Regions from separate parts of the Mus musculus genome. Here region 1 is linked to region 2. The links are chromatin contacts, called in public Hi-C maps. All regions are on one chromosome and are shown on one strand. Each heading gives the region's core, a stretch centred on a gene start, on an enhancer-like site or on the middle of the called end of the contact. The rest is flanking DNA. Distances are from core to core; before and after follow the strand shown. Region 1 overlaps Gm12496 (a long non-coding RNA gene). Region 2 has its middle 22 kb from the start of Lexis1.

Region 1 (3,654 bases), core at 290-2,789, 190 kb after region 2:
CTCCCCCCCATAGCTAATAGCTATGTAGGTCAGAAGTTCAGGGCTTGCACAATTGCATTCAGTGAGCATGCGTGGGTGTGGCTGCCTGGAAGGAGTGACCCAGGAAACTGTCATTCCACAGGGAACCGTAGGCATGGCTAGCCAACTCAACGGTGCCAGCTACTTCAGTCAAGAAAAACAAAAGGACGGGGTCCAAGTGCTACTGAAGACTGTAGGAGATCAGCTAAATTGGGGGTTTGCTGTGTTTACAAACTCTCCCCCAAGAGTTCCAGAAATGTGAGCTGAGAGAAAATTTTATTTGCTAGAGAACACAACTAAATGATAGCATGTGCCAGGTTCTGAGTTCAACACCCAACCCACTATGAGAAGAAAAAAAGGGGAAAGAGGAGGAAAGGAAGGGAAAGGGGAGGGAAGGGGAGGGAGGAGAAGGGAAGAAGGGAAGGAAGGAGAGAGAGAAGAGGAGGCAATTTAATTTTCTGTGACAAAATAGTATTGTCACACAGTGCGAAAGAGCGTTGGATTCATCAGTGTAGTTTTATTTCCTGATAATGATTAAGCAAAACAAAAACTTGTGACACTAGAATGTCTCTACTCTGTCCTGGACCCCTCAAGGCTACTCTTTCTTGTCCTGCCTAAGGTACTCTTGTAGGAAATGAACACCGTGGAACTTGAGAGCATCAAAGGCAGCCGCCCCTCCTCTGCCTTCAACTAAAGCAATCCACTTAAGCAAAACTGGACTTAGTGGCTCTATTCCAGTCTATTCCAGCATACAGCCTGAGACCCGTGCAGCCCATCTGCCTCTTCTTAGTCTCTAGCATGTTATATTTTGTTTTAAAGAGTAGAGGCAGCTGAAGGTAGGTCCGTGCTCCCTCATCATGGGGGACCTTTCTGACCACTTGTTTAAGGAGTCTGGAAGCCATACTCCTCTCCTGTCTGGTATTTAAGACTGTGGTTCTGAAGGTCCCAGTTGGGGAAGGAGTATGCTTACTGTATGCTTGGCTCCAGGATGTCAGAAGAATCCACGCATCTCTCCTGACTCATTGGGACCCAAGGTGCCAAGCAGCCACATGGAGAGCAGCTTGTAAATGGGTCCCTCGGAGAAAAGGAAGAGAGGATTCTCTTTCCACCCTTCTTGGTGACAGTCCCACTTACAGGACATGGCTGTTAATCTTCCATAGGAAGTAGATGCTAATTCGGGCAGAGAGTGAAGAAGATATTACAGTGAAAAAAAAATAACCTACTAGAAACTTTGTGGGGAAAGGCTTATTACTTTTGGGTAACTCTGAAACATTTCGTTGCCTGCTTGCTTCTGTGCCACCAGCTGGCTTCCCATGGACCATAAACCCTCCAGGCACATTTAGTGTAAAACTGGTATACGTCTTCACTCATTCACTCTGGTGGCCACAACTGGGACATGACTCCATAAAAAGAGGAAGAGTCCCAGGGCAGCCACCAAGTCACTCACTGATAGCTACCCATTACTTCCTCTCCGTGGATTGTGGCTGCACCCCTTACCTTCCTATCAGACCTGACTTTTTTTCTGTCTCGCCTTTATCTCTGTGTTTCCATTTGGCAACCAAGCGTTCGTGAGCCAACAGCGCAGTCTAGGCCACACGCCAGCTCAGAGCAAACATTTAAAATTCATTAAGTGAATCTAACACTTTCTGCTTTGCTTCCAAATCACCATGTTCTCTCAGTTGGACGGGCTTGATCTCTCCCTTAATTTAGCTGCTATTTTTCTCTAGATGCTATCCTTTTCTATCCAAGACTGGCCACACAGATAAAGATGGCGACGCTCTTTCTTTTTTTTTTTTTTTTTTTTTTTTTTTTTTTTTTTTTTTTTTCCATTTTTTATTAGGGATTTAGCTCATTTACATTTCCAATGCTATACCAAAAGTCCCCCTTACCCACCCACCCCCACTCCCCTACCCACCCACTCCCCCCCTTTGGCCCTGGCGTTCCCCTGTACCGGGGCACACAAAGTCTGCGTGTCCAATGGGCCTCTCTTTCCAGTGATGGCCGACTAGGCCATCTTTTGATACATATGCAGCTAGAGTCAAGAGCTCAGGGGTACTGGTTAGTTCATAATGTTGTTCCACCTATAGGGTTGCAGATCCCTTTAGCTCCTTGGGTACTTTCTCTAGCTCCTCCATTGGGAGCCCTGTGATCCATCCATTAGCTGACTGTGAGCATCCACTTCTGTGTTTGCTAGGCCCCGGCATAGTCTCACAAGAGACAGCTACATCTGGGTCCTTTCGATAAAATCTTGCTAGTATATGCAATGGTGTCAGCGTTTGGATGCTGATTATGGGGTGGATCCCTGGATATGGCAGTCTCTACATGGTCCATCCTTTCATCTCAGCTCCAAACTTTGTTTCTGTAACTCCTTCCATGGGTGTTTTGTTCCCACTTCTAAGGAGGGGCATAGTGTCCACACTTCAGTCTTCATTTTTCTTGAGTTTCATGTGTTTAGGAAATTGTATCTTATATCGTGGGTATCCTAGGTTTTGGGCTAGTATCCACTTATCAGTGAGTACATATTGTGTGAGTTCCTTTGTGATTGTGTTACCTCACTCAGGATGATGCTCTCCAGGTCCATCCATTTGGCTAGGAATTTCATAAATTCATTCTTTTTAATAGCTGAGTAGTACTCCATTGTGTAGATGTACCACATTTTCTGTATCCATTCCTCTGTTGAGGGGCATCTGGGTTCTTTCCAGTTTCTGGCTATTATAAATAAGGCTGCTATGAACATAGTGGAGCATGTGTCCTTCTTACCAGTTGGGGCTTCTTCTGGATATATGCCCAGGAGAGGTATTGCTGGATCCTCCGGTAGTACTATGTCCAATTTTCTGAGGAACCGCCAGACTGATTTCCAGAGTGGTTGTACAAGCCTGCAATCCCACCAACAATGGAGGAGTGTTCCTCTTTCTCCACATCCTCGCCAGCATCTGCTGTCACCTGAATTTTTGATCTTAGCCATTCTCACTGGTGTGAGGTGGAATCTCAGGGTTGTTTTGATTTGCATTTCCCTGATGATTAAGGATGTTGAACATTTTTTCAGGTGCTTCTCTGCCATTCGGTATTCCTCAGGTGAGAATTCTTTGTTCAGTTCTGAGCCCCATTTTTTAAGGGGGTTATTTGATTTTCTGAGGTCCACCTTCTTGAGTTCTTTATATATGTTGGATATTAGTCCCCTATCTGATTTAGGATAGGTAAAGATCCTTTCCCAGTCTGTTGGTGGTCTTTTTGTCTTATAGACAGTGTCTTTTGCCTTGCAGAAACTTTGGAGTTTCATTAGGTCCCATTTGTCAATTCTCGATCTTACAGCACAAGCCATTGCTGTTCTGTTCAGGAATTTTTCCCCTGTGCCCATATCTTCAAGGCTTTTCCCCACTTTCTCCTCTATAAGTTTCAGTGTCTCTGGTTTTATGTGAAGTTCCTTGATCCACTTAGATTTGACCTTAGTACAAGGAGATAAGTATGGATCGATTCGCATTCTTCTACATGATAACAACCAGTTGTGCCAGCACCAATTGTTGAAAATGCTGTCTTTCTTCCACTGGATGGTTTTGGCTCCCTTGTCGAAGATCAAGTGACCATAGGTGTGTGGGTTCATTTCTGGGTCTTCAATTCTATTCCATTGGTCCACTT
Region 2 (3,485 bases), core at 943-3,442:
GGCATGGGCAGATGTCAAATTATAAAGCCATGTAAAATGTAGCCCCTTCATTCAGAAACAATGTATTCTTCAATTGGTTTAAATGCTTTCTTAATGATTTTCAGTAAAGCTTTATGGCACCTTCTATAAAGGTTGTTTTAAAAGATTTATTCTGCATTCCTAATGATTTTTTGCTCTACTATAAGTTGTGCCTCTTGGCCAGTTAATGTATGTCTTTGACTGTTGGTGATAAAGGAAAAATGAAGAGTTGCGCTTCCATCCCCTCACCAGCTGCCTTTTTCTCAGAGTGCACCTGGTGTGAGTTTCTTCTCAGAGTGTACCTGGTGTGAGTTTCTTTGCAGCTTTCCCATCCACACCAACATTCTCTTTCATCTTACATTCTTATTTTGCTGTGGTGGTTGGGATTGGATAAAAATGAATATTTAATAGAAATGTTGATGGCCAGAAAACTGGCTCTGTCTGTGACTATAAGGAGAATAAATAAGAATTTTGTGAGAGTCTAAGTGTTTCCAAATATCATGAGTCTTGCTGTCTCCTGATTCAGAATGTATGGAGGGTTTGTTCTGGGCACAACGGCCATTCCAGTCATCTCCAAAATCACTATACATCAACTGTTATTTCCATTTTTCAGAGTGCCTATTGCTGGGCTACTGCACAAAAGGAATAAATAATAAATTATACATCGTATTAATTTTGGGCACAGTTGGCCAATTTCATATTATTCACAAAGGTCACACTGAACAGAACAAATGCACACAGAGGCATCAAGCAGACAAATCCAGAAGCAAAGGGGAAAACCTAATTCTAAAACTATTTTGCATTCAGGTCCGAAATTGGTTCCCTTAGAGGTCCTTACATTCTATTTGTTTGCAAAATTTAAAAAAGGGAGAGTTGGCAGCAGGGAGAGGTTGTTTATTAGTGCCAATAAGAACTCAGGGTTAGTTAGGAGCTGGGGTGGGAAGAGAGTTGGGGACGTCTTCACTTTCAGTGCCTTGAACCAATAAGATGCCAAGAAGAATCTGATCAGAGTAACTACCCAGCTCAAGGAAACCACTGTCATTGCTTTGTTAGAACCAATGGCACCTTCTAGAACAGTGGTTTCCAACCTTCCTGATGTTGTGACCCTTTAATCTAGTTGTTCATGTAGTGGTGACCCTCAATCATAAAATTATTTCGTTACTACTTCATAACTGTAATGTTGCTGGTGCTATGCATAGTATTGTAAATATGCAGGATACCTGATATGAGACCTCTATGAAAAGGTCTGGGGTGTGGGTGGGGGTAGGTGTGGGGGCAGGGTTGTGACCCCCAGGTTGAGAACCGATGTTCTAGACTATGCTACCAGAGAACATTTTTGTTGTTGTCTTCCTGTAAGAAAAAGCAAAGCAGTATTTGAAAGCGTTCTATTTGAAGAGTATGTCACAATGTAAATCATTTTTTAAAAATATGCACTTTGAAGGCATGCTATGTTTTAAAGACACTCCATTAGAAGAAGTAGAAAACGAAAGCAAAATTTTAAATCAAGTTTTTACTTTATCCACTGGTTCTCTTTAAAGAATTCCTTGTGGGTCACGCTGAGTCTTAATAAGTGGGACACTAAGTACTGCCTATGGATACCAGTAACAGAAAAACAATTGTGTTGACACAACAGGTTTTACAGATGGTATTTTCTAAGTTTTTTATTTGTTGAATGGACAACTTAGGATTTGTGGAGCTAGAGCTAGAGAAAGAGCTGATGAACTTCAAAACAGGCTTGGAATGCTTAACCGGTGTCCTTTCTAATGAACTGACTGCTAGTTCATTGACAACAGCAGATCTAAAAGGATTCTGCTCGCAGGCCTCCTGTGGCTGGAACACTCCAGCTGGCTAGCTCTGCAGAGATCTGGCCCCAAGAGGTCTCGCCGCTTTAAGCGTCCTAGGCCTTGGACACGCCCACCAGAAAGCCAAACACAAAGCGCGGTGTCTGCTGGAAGTTGTAGTTCCAGACCCTAGCAAGTCTTGACTCGTCCTCTCCTTCCATTTCATTGACTCTTAACAGACCACAGACTCTGAGACCGCTTCAGATTACGCATTGATCATTTCAAGGTATAAGATGAGAGGAATTTTCTTTAATCACCGGATCTGGGCGCTGCTGCTGCTGCTGCTTAGAAAGTATCTGGAAGGCGCGCATGCGCGTGAAGGTAGACAACACAGCCTCTGACTCCCCTAGAGCTGGGATGAAGGGGACTTAGGCCCTGTATATAGTAACAGTTTGTGATAGTGTGGTTTGCAGGTTGTGACGGAAACCGAGGAAGGCAGACGGTCACGTTAGGACCCCATCTGGACTTCTAGGACACTTCCACCTTCTAGTTGTTCCCAATTTGCAGAATTGCAGTTTTTTCCATATCCCTTCATCTCTTTATGGAAAGGCTTTCCCTGCGGCGTTGTGAAATCCTCAGCTCTTCAGCCAAGGCCTTTTAGCCTGCCTGGAATTCAAACTGTCTCTCCTTGCCAGCTTCAGGTCATTCCAGGCAGCAAAAGGCACGGGCTGTACAGGCGTTGCTACTGCTGCTCTTCCTCGTCTTGCAAAGCTGGAGCCAGCCAGATAGAAGCTTGGATACCTGAAGCTTAGAAAGTGTTTGGAAGGAACGCAAGCGATGCGCATACATGATAGATAAGTAAATGCATAGATTAGATGTCTTTAATTCTTAAAGGGCCTCTCATAGCTTTCCTGTGTTCTTTGAGGTGGCAATTGTTATGCAAAAGAGCGGGTGAGAATCTATGACTGTAGTCAGTGGCAGAACCGCCAAACTGAAAGTTGTAGGAGTTACAAATCTGCTTTTCCATCATATCAAAGTAGACAGAGCTAAAGGGGACCAAGGCTGCACCTGATGTTGACTGCCTTTCTGAATAGCCAGTCCAGACCACAGCCGCTCTTAAAGTAGTGAGCAATTGCCTTTCAGTGAGTGAATCTCCTTCCAGCAAATACAGAGGATGTTGCTTGGAGACATGCTTAAGACTGAGCAAACACGTTGTGCTGGACTCTGGAAAGAGAAGCATTAGATTTTAGCTAAGGGAGTGACCAGGTTATGCTCTAAAGTGCCCTTCATTTCTCAGAGAGAAGAGTGAGCCACACTGTCTGTGTATTTGCAATCTCCCATTCTGCAAATGTAGTGCTGTTATTCCTTGCATCAGCAATGCTAACACAAATGTCAAATAGGCATATAAGTGATGAAATCCCCTGGCCTTGTTGCCCATGTCTCTAACCTCAGCACTGGGAAGGCAGGCAAATAATAGATCTCTATGAGTTCTAAGTTAGCCTGCTCTATTATCATGAGTTCCAGGCCAGCCAGGGCCTCCTAGTGAGAATCCGTCTCAAACAACAACAAAAAACAAAGTGCAGGAATCCTCTATCTGCTCTTCAGGTTGCACCAGTGTGGGTCAGGAGAAGGAGAGATGAAAACAGAGGTGTAGATCATACAAAATCGAGGGGCAAGGCATACAGA

The links. Hi-C and Micro-C count contacts between places; a contact is called where the count stands out from the background.
Region 1: a Hi-C map of bone marrow-derived macrophages shows a contact between it and region 2, with 19 read pairs. The contact joins two enhancer-like sites. A contact is called at or near these places in 2 of 484 Hi-C or Micro-C datasets (bone marrow-derived macrophages and nephron progenitors) and 1 of 9 other capture datasets (embryonic stem cells).

The regions. Positions count from the first base shown.
Region 1 is chr4:53,384,997-53,388,650 of GRCm38.p6, forward strand. The region is part of intron 2 of Gm12496 (a long non-coding RNA gene); the gene reads right to left. Among named protein-coding and RNA genes, the nearest start is that of Gm12496, 17 kb to the right of the region's middle. Within about 2 kb of position 1,540, at least 76 of the 459 cell types and tissues checked have an H3K27ac peak or open chromatin away from gene starts, as enhancers often do. A contact at or near this core is called in bone marrow-derived macrophages, where this site is marked.
Region 2 is chr4:53,194,234-53,197,718 of GRCm38.p6, forward strand. No RefSeq gene overlaps it. Among named protein-coding and RNA genes, the nearest start is that of Lexis1, 22 kb to the right of the region's middle. Within about 2 kb of position 2,193, at least 288 of the 459 cell types and tissues checked have an H3K27ac peak or open chromatin away from gene starts, as enhancers often do. A contact at or near this core is called in bone marrow-derived macrophages, where this site is marked.